Regions from separate parts of the Mus musculus genome. Here region 1 is linked to region 2. A link is a contact called in public promoter capture Hi-C data. All regions are on one chromosome and are shown on one strand. The core of a region is the stretch at or near the end of the contact, and the rest is flanking DNA. Distances in the headings are between cores, read along the strand shown. Region 1 overlaps Ago4 (argonaute RISC catalytic subunit 4). Region 2 holds the start of Tekt2 (tektin 2).

Region 1 (4,512 bases), core at 1,262-3,761, 190 kb before region 2:
ATCCAGGGATTGAACTCAGGATATAGGGCTTGTAAAGTGAGGGATTTTATTTTATTTTATTTTATTTTATTTTATACCTCTTAATCTATCTTCCTAACCTGTGTATTTAGTCTTGTTGCCTCCAAACTACATAATTTGCCTTGGCTAGGAATCTCAAATCTTCGAGGTCTAAAAATGTGGCCTCAGTAACTATAGTCATTCATTTAGAAAAAGTTTATCTTGAGCAAATAAAATTATGTGCATGACTCCAAGTATACATCGCACTAGCCAGCAAGATAGGTTGAAGAGAGGGCCCAGTGGTTAGAACTTGTTATTCTTGTGGAAAATCAGGATACAGTTCCTAGCACCCACAGGGCAGCTCCCAGCTGGCCATAACTCAAGTTCCAAGGGATCCGTGGGCCTCTGCTGACCTCTGAGGCAACGGCGTGCACACAGTGGGCGTAAATATTTCAGCCTGGCCTCAAACATGAGGTGGTTCTCTTGCCTCATTCTCTTGAGTGCTTAGGGTTTCGGGTGTGAGCCACCAGACCTAGATCTTCTGTGAAAAAAAAAAATTTTTTTTTGAATTAAAAGGTTTGTTTGGTTGGTTTTTTTTCTCAGCTTCAACAAAAATTGAAATTTCATTGGACTTGTTCTGGTATAATACTAAAATGACTTCACTGAAAGTACTCACTGAAAGTACTCACGGAGAGTACTCACGGAAAGTACTCACTGAAAGTACTCACTGAAAGTACTCACGGAAAGTACTCACTGAGAATACTCACTGAAAGTACTCATGGAAAGTACTCACTGAAAGTACTCACGGAAGGTACTCACTGAGAATACTCACTGAAAGTACTCATGGAAAGTACTCACTGAAAGTACTCACGGAAGGTACTCACTGAGAATACTCACTGAAAGTACTCATGGAAAGTACTCACTGAAAGTACTCACGGAAGGTACTCACTGAGAATACTCACTGAAAGTACTCATGGAAAGTACTCACTGAAAGTACTCACGGAAGGTACTCACTGAAAGTACTCACGGAAGGTACTCACTGAAAGTACTCACGGAAGGTACTCACGGAAGGTACTTTCAGGTTGTTTTGGTGGTGGTGCTGGGGATTGAACAGAAGGCTTTATGCATCCTGCACATACACCCTTCACTGTGCTTGGCCCCTAGCCCTGACCATTGTCCTATCTTTCATTGTTTGCATTCTCTTTCTCTCTCCCCCTTCTCTCCCCCCACCTCCGCCTCACACACACACTTGTCAGTCTTGGTAGCAAGAACCTTCACCTAATGAGCTATCTTGCTGCCTCCCCCAAGCCCTTTTTGAGAGTCTTATGTAGTCCAGGCTGGCCTACAGCTTCCTATGTAAGTGAGGATGACAGTGAACTCTTGGCTCTCCTGCCTACATCACCTAAGGGCTGAACTATAGGCATGTACCACTGTGTTTAGTTAAGTGGCTTATGGAGGGCTGCTGAGCAAACACATGGCTCTGTGCATGTTAAACAAGCTTTCTACCCACTGAGCCACAGCCTCAGCCCTTGGCCATTGTTTCTTTAGTGACTAGCCAACATAGAAAATGTTAGTAGGCTTTGCTTACTTGTTAAAGAAGTAAAAGTTTTAAATCAACGTTCTTTCTTCTAGCTTCCCTTTGCAGCTAGAGAATGGCCAAGCTATGGAATGTACAGTGGCTCAGTATTTTAAGCAGAAGTATAGTCTGCAGCTGAAACACCCCCACCTTCCCTGCCTTCAAGTGGGGCAAGAGCAAAAGCATACCTACCTACCACTTGAGGTAAGCCAAGTGACATTCTTACCTGCCACTCGAGGTGAGCCAAATGACATTCTTACCTAACCTCTAAGCACTCGGACTGGGTGGGTCTGGTTGCACGCCTTTAATTAATCCCAGCCCTCAGGAGGCAGAAGCTGCTGGATCTCTGTGAATTCGAGGCCAGCCTGGTCTATAAAGTGAGTTCCAGGATAGCCAGGGTCACACAGAGAAAGCCTGTCTTTAAAAACAAACAAACAAACAAACAAACAAACAAGGTGTTATAAACTTGAGGCAGAGTTTAGTCTTTTTGAAGAATCTTGTGCGTATAAATTTATTATATAACTATTTGTTCCTGGAAATAGACAAAGACTTCATGTATAGAAGCCCATTTCTATGAAACCTAGCTTCTCTTTGTCTCTTTGCAGGTCTGTAATATAGTGGCAGGACAGAGATGTATAAAGAAGCTCACAGACAATCAGACATCCACCATGATCAAAGCCACGGCAAGATCTGCTCCTGACAGACAGGAGGAAATCAGTAGACTGGTCAGTAAGGCGTGTCTTCAACATTAGCCATCTGTGAGCTGAAAAAACAAAACAAAACAAAACAAAACCTAAAAAAGAATAAACAGCTCTGGAGGGGACACAGTTCCTGTCAGCTCTTATAGATGCAGGCTTTCCATTCCTTAGGTGAAGAGCAACAGCATGGTGGGTGGACCTGACCCATACCTGAAGGAATTTGGGATTGTTGTGCACAACGAGATGACAGAGCTCACAGGCAGGGTGCTTCCGGCTCCAATGCTGCAGTATGGAGGCCGGGTAAGCCGCTTCCGCACCAATCAAAAATAAATGCACCTTTGAATTTACCTGTAGTCAGTGCTCTCTATTGCTTCTGACTTCTACTGTACCAAATAAAGTTTTGTTTGTCCCCCTTCAACATAAAAATGGTCTTAGATTGTAATATCTTTTCTCTTTTCTTTTGTTTCTTTTTTTTGTTTTCTGTTTTTAAAGAATAAAACAGTAGCCACACCCAGCCAGGGTGTCTGGGACATGCGAGGAAAACAGTTTTATGCTGGCATTGAAATTAAAGTATGGGCAGTGGCTTGTTTTGCGCCTCAGAAACAATGTAGGGAAGATTTGCTAAAGTGAGTATCCCGTTTTTAGCTCAGTAATACTCCTTCTAGATATGAAATACCATCTTTCTGTGTCTGGGTACACTGGCACCAACCCCTGATGCCCACAGTTATGTCTTCCAGCTCTACAGCAAAGACCCTGCACTCACTGTATTGTAAACTGAGAATTCTTTGAGAGTCTGACTCAGCGTCTACATATTTCAAGTAGGACCTGGTGACGAGATTCACCAGAAGCTGTGAAATAGACAGAGTAGGAGCAATGCTATTTGGAAAACTCTGCTATTCTTAGGAGAACCTTTCCACGGGCATCGCACCTTTCCCAGTAAAAATGAGAACTAGCTTATTTTTGGCAATTATAACTCACTAGGTGAGCTTGCTTTGCTGCAGGAAAACTGCCTCAGAGTTATGTCACCTCTTACAGATACACCTTCTGTGTAAGGAAGTAAGTCCATGAGAAGGGTAAAAAAAAACAGAGAAACAGAACTGGGGTGAAGCCAAGGAGCCCTAGAAGAAGGACATTGGCAAATGTACAAAAGCAGTTACTTTGATAATAAGTCTGGTGGTTCACACCTTTAATCCCAGCACTAGGGAGGCAGAGGCAGATGGGACTCTGCAAGTTTAAGGCCAACTTAGTCTACATAGCAAATTTCAGGCCAGCTAAGACTAAATAGTGAGAACCTGATTTATGTATAGATTTAAGTAATTTCTTAAACCCAAAATTTAAACTTCAAAATGAAAAACAAATTGTTGGTTTCTTGAACCAAATCTGTCTTACAAGTTTGTTTCTAATTCTAAATATCCAGACTTGAATATGAAATCATGTTTACATGTTCAGAGTTGAACACAAGCTCACCTACTCTGCCTTTACCAGCCTTATCAAAATATGCGTTACCCGAAACTGGGACCCTCTTTTTTTCTTAAGCTCTGAATTACTGATTTGATTATTTAAAAAAAAATATTTTAAATATAAATGCTATTCTAGTCTATAAAGCTCAGCTGAACCGTAATTTTTTTAGAAATTAAAAATGGGGTTTGAAGGTATAGCTCAGTGGTAGAATGCTTGCTTAGCATACTTAAGGCTCTGGGTTTCATTTCCAGTACCACAAAAAATAGTAATAACATTTCAGACTGACACCTGTTAGCTCACTAATACCGATTGTTCTGTTTTAACTGCAGTGGTACAACTGCCAATCTGTTTTTGGCAACTGCGTGAAGACTTGTGTTTGTTTATGTGTGAAAATGAAAGCACTGTGTACCGCTGGTTTTATCTTAACAGGAGTTTCACTGACCAACTTCGTAAAATCTCCAAGGATGCAGGGATGCCCATCCAGGGTCAGCCATGTTTCTGCAAGTATGCTCAAGGTGCAGACAGCGTGGAGCCCATGTTTAAACATCTGAAAATGACATATGTGGGCCTGCAGCTAATAGTGGTGATTTTGCCTGGGAAGACACCAGTATATGGTATGAACACCTGTGTTTTTTCGAGACAGTGTTTTTCTGTGTAACCCTGACCGTCCTGGAATTCACCCCATAGACCAGACTGGCATCAAACTCACAGAGATCCACATGCCTCTGCCTCCCAAGTGCTGGGATTAAAAGCATGTGCCTTTAGTATAAGAGTATAAAC
Region 2 (4,397 bases), core at 413-2,912:
CTTGGGCAGGATGTGTGGGAACCCCAGGAGCTGTGAAAAGCAGGGCTACCTCACCATTCATGGGTTTTTGCTGAAGCCACCCCAGCGCCATCATGTGCGTTTATTTATTTCTGTCATAAAGAGTTTCCAAATAAGCAAGCTCAGAGTTAAGGCTGGGCACATAGCTCAGTAGTGGAACACATGCTCTGATTTTATGAAGCCCTAGGTTCTGCCCCTAATACCCCCCAAATTAATTAACCAATTAATTTAAAGATCCATCATTTCCTCCAGCAATTAATTTGTCTGTCTATTGTAATACTTATTTTAAAAGCTCCATCATGCTGGGTGTGGTGGTGCACGCCTTTAATATCAGCACTTGGGAGGCAGAGGCAGGTGGATTTCTGAGTTCGAGGCCAGCCTGGTCTACAAAGTGAGTTCCAGGACAGCCAGGGCTACACAGAGAAACCCTGTCTCAGGGAAAAAAAAAAAAAGCTCCATCATCCATCACAAACTCTGTAGTAGGATCAGATGCCCTCTTCTGGTGTCTGAAGACAGCTACAGTGTACTCACATACAATAAATAAATAAACCTTTTTTTAAAAAATCATTTAAAAAAAAAACAAAAAAAACTTCCTATTCACAGCTGGGTGGTGATGGCACAGGCTTTTAATCCCAGCACTTGTGAGACAGAGGCAGGTGGATCTCTGTGAGTTTGAGGCCAGCCTGGTCTATAGAGTGAGTTCCAGGACAGTCAGAGCTACACAAATTGTCTATAAACAAACAAACAACTCCTGCTTGTGTCCCATTTATGAGCTGTATATCAGAGTCTACAAAAGAGCCTGTGGTAGCTCACACCTGTAATCTCAGCACCCAGGAGGCGGAGGAAGGAGGATTTGGGTTGAGGCCAGCCTGGGTTACATAGTGGGGAATCTGGGATTTTGTTGTTTGTTTTTGTTTGTTTGTTTGTTTGTTTTAAATCTGTTCTACTTTTCCTGGGCTTAGAAACTAGCCAGCAGGATGGATCCCCCTACAAGCAAGCACCTCCCACTTCTTAGAAGGCAGCCCCACCCTCCACTTGCCTACCAAGTCCATACACCTCTATTTTTACACTTCTTTACGTTGGAAGGAATAACACACGCTGCCTGTTGGTCCCTGCTGGAATTACAACTGTGCACCAACCAGGACGCTCAGCTTTTGCTGAGGTGATGTGTCAGGCTCGGCAAGCGAGGCCCACTGGGTCCAAGGCACAGTTCACTGAGGTCAACCCTTTTTCTTTTCCAGGCTTATCTTATGTTGTCTATAAAAGGAATGCTGTTTTTTGTACGACTTCAAACAATGGTAAAATTGTTGGGCAAAACAAAATCAAAGGAATATATATATATATATATATATATATATGTTTTAGATGTGTGTCCAAGATATATTTTTTTGTTACACCACCTATTTCTGGAAGGAGACCCCGGAAAGAAAGCGAGCCTGAAAACGAAGCCTTTACTGTTCCTATGAACTATCCAGACTTTTAAAACTTGTCAGTGTAAACCGTTGATCAAAACTAAAATGTTCAGTTCCTAGATCCGCAGCTGCGCGGTTGCCTGGCTAAGCTGAGGCCCAGGTGACAGCGCAGGGGCACAGGTGACCACGCGAGGAGGGGGCGGTTGCTCGGCAACCAGAGCCGCAAACAACAGGAGTTCTCAGACCTGGGCCCTGAGGGCGTGAGGGGAAACCAGGTGAGGGGATGCGGCGAGCAGAGCAGCCGCGGCGGACCTCCTAACCCAGTTTTCAGGCCCGGGTATTGACTGAAACCCCAAAGTTGGAGCCTGTGCGCAGGAAGGATACTGTTGGACACTAAATTCTGACTCCAGCTCCTCCTACCAGGCGGCCAGCCCTCCTCCATACCAGGCGGGGCAAGGGACCCAGCCTCCCTCCCTACCCAGATAGCTGGTTAAAGCCTGGGTGTGGCGCCCAGTCCACCCTGGAAAGGAAACAAGGTTTCTTCTCCCGGATCCCCCGTGGGCCTGGCCCACAGCCTGAGAAGGGGTGATTGTTGGAAGTAGGGGTGGAAACTGGATTAAGGGGTATGTTCCCTGCCATCCCTTCAGTAAGTCACACACACACAAACACACACACACACTTTATCCTTTCCTTTACGAGCATCCTTGCATCTGCAGGCTCCAGGGCTTTGTGCCTGAAGACAGACCACTGAGGAAATACAGCTTGATTGCTAATACCTCACAGGAGGTGAGTTGGAGGGGGGCTGAGTTGGAAACCTTCCCAGCAGACTCTGCGGGAAAGGGCTTAGAGCCAAGAGGCCAAGGTTTGGGGAGAGGGGATCCAGAAAAGGCGGGTTTTCTATTCTTCTGCAGGTGGCGATCTGGAACAGGCCTAAGGGGTTCAGACCTTCGTCTCCTTAGCCATGGCGACACTAAGTTTCAAGCCCAGCGAACGCTACCGGCTCTCCGACTGGCGCACCAACAGCTACCTATTGTCCACCAATGCAGAGCGGCAGCGAGATGCTTCCCACCAAATCCGCCAGGAGGCCCGGATCCTTCGCAATGAGACAAACAATCAGGTTTGTGGACCCGCTAAGGTCCATGGGCCATGGGAGAGCCCTTAACCACAGACATTCATTTTATTTGGTTCTGTCTCTTCCAGATTGTATGGGATGAACATGACAATAGGACCCGCCTGGCTGAGAGGATCGACACTGTCAACCGGTGGAAGGAGACGCTGGACAAGTGTCTGACAGATTTAGATGCTGAGATCGATAGCTTGGCACAGGCAGGGAGCCAGGGCTGGGCATCCGCAGGCTCTGATGGCAAGGCCTATCCCTCCTACCCCATTTTCAGATCTGGACACCATTCCCTCTGCTGAGGTGAGGATGGGCGCGCTCTCCCACTGAGCATGGCCCCACCAATCCCCGTGCTCTTCCTTTCTAGGCCAAAGAATCGGCGGAGCAAAACCTGCAGGCCAAGAACCTGCCCCTGGATGTGGCCATCGAGTGCCTGACTCTGCGAGAGAGCCGGCGAGACATTGATGTGGTGAGGGACCCTGTGGAGGAAGAGCTGCTGAAAGAGGTGGAAGTCATTGAAGCCACCAAGAAGGTCCTACAGGAGAAGATCAGCCAGGCCTTCCAGCACCTCTGGTGAGGCGGGGGGGCGACCGGAGCACACTCACATGCACCCGGGGGCATCATGGGACTTGCTGGATGATACTTTCTGTCCCTCACAGCCTTCTGGCAGGAGATATTGGTCATTTAGGACTTGCTTTCCAAGGCCTACTCATTGTCAGGAACCTAGGCAGCCTTTGTTCCGCGGCTGAAAGTTCCACCATTGATCTTGGCCCCCTTATTGTAAATGTTCATGCGTGCATGTGAAGTCACATACCTGTGACTGAGGTACACTCTGAGGGACACTCATAAGGCTGTTCTGTCTTAGATGCAGCAGCACATGCATCACACACAGACACACACACACACACACAAGCATGCGCGCACACACACATACCACAAACCTTCAGTATCCCTGCAGTCCAGTGAGGCTCGCGTCCTGGTCCTTGGGAGCCATGGCTCCAGTGTCTTCTCCTTCTCCAGTCTCCTGCAGGAAATTCGGCAGCAACTCAACTCTGACCACCGGGACAAAATGGAGACACTGGAGATCGACAGGGGCTGCCTCTCTCTCAACCTCACTTCCCCAAACATCTCTCTGAAAGTCAACCCCACACGCATCCCCAAAGAGTAAGACCAGTGTTTCAGTCAGTCCTTTCTGTGTGCCTTGTGTGTCCCTGTGACCTCCATTGTTTCCTTGTGTGTCCCTAGGACCCCATTGTTTCCTTGTGTGTCCCTGTGACCCCATCGTTTCCTTGTGTGCCCCAGTGACCCCCATTGTTTGCTTGCCTCCACAGCTCCACCACACTGCAGCAGTGGGATGAATTTACTCGATTCAACAAGAACCGGGCAGAGGCCGAAATGAAAGCGTCCATAGAGTTGAGGGAAGCCATTGCCCTAGCTATTGCTCAGGTGACTAAGCCCAACTCACCTCTGTCTTTCTTTCCACACTGACCACATGTTAGCCCTTCCCTGACTTCAAACAGCAATCTCACAAGGCCATGACACCCTCTTCTGGCCTGGCTCACCCTCCTCATGCAGACCAACAATGAACTGGACGCTCAGAGGGTTGCAACAGAATTCACCTTCAGGAAGCGGCTTCGGGAAATGGAGAGTTTTTACAGTGAGCTCAAGTGGCAAGAGAAAAATGTGAGTGTCACCACCACCCCCTTACCCTCCCCCAACCCCACCACCCTGCCTTTCCCACCATGCTGTGAGGCAGGGCATAAGGAACCCTGCCCTGAAGCTTCAGTTGGGAGCCCTAGTGTGAGTCTTGCCGGTGGAGAACAGTAATGTCTGCCACAGACCTTAGAAGA

The links. Promoter capture Hi-C pulls out the DNA fragments that hold promoters and counts their contacts.
Region 1: a contact with region 2 is called in a promoter capture Hi-C map of the C10 cell line, with 3 times the contacts expected there. The contact joins the enhancer-like site here to the promoter of Tekt2 in region 2. A contact is called at or near these places in 16 of 39 promoter capture datasets (the 3T3-L1 cell line, the C10 cell line, the HPC-7 cell line and 8 more), 3 of 15 datasets of contacts at CTCF or cohesin (embryonic stem cells and pro-B cells), 42 of 484 Hi-C or Micro-C datasets (B cells, the G1E-ER4 cell line, the HPC-7 cell line and 8 more), 15 of 115 datasets of contacts at active chromatin or transcription factors (astrocytes, bone marrow-derived macrophages, embryonic stem cells and 2 more) and 3 of 9 other capture datasets (embryonic stem cells, liver and pancreatic islet).

The regions. Positions count from the first base shown.
Region 1 is chr4:126,509,785-126,514,296 of GRCm38.p6, reverse strand. It overlaps Ago4 (argonaute RISC catalytic subunit 4), which reads left to right. Exons shown (of 18, transcript NM_153177.3): 8 at 1,630-1,777; 9 at 2,179-2,298; 10 at 2,443-2,571; 11 at 2,764-2,897; 12 at 4,162-4,346. Among named protein-coding and RNA genes, the nearest start is that of Ago4, 21 kb to the left of the region's middle. Within about 2 kb of position 2,511, at least 8 of the 459 cell types and tissues checked have an H3K27ac peak or open chromatin away from gene starts, as enhancers often do.
Region 2 is chr4:126,322,953-126,327,349 of GRCm38.p6, reverse strand. It overlaps Tekt2 (tektin 2), which reads left to right and starts at 1,662. Exons shown (of 11, transcript NM_001357262.1): 1 at 1,662-1,705; 2 at 2,147-2,216; 3 at 2,342-2,547; 4 at 2,631-2,756; 5 at 2,915-3,120; 6 at 3,568-3,711; 7 at 3,879-3,993; 8 at 4,123-4,230; 9 at 4,387-4,397. The coding sequence starts at 2,392. It also overlaps a transcript of Ago3 not described here.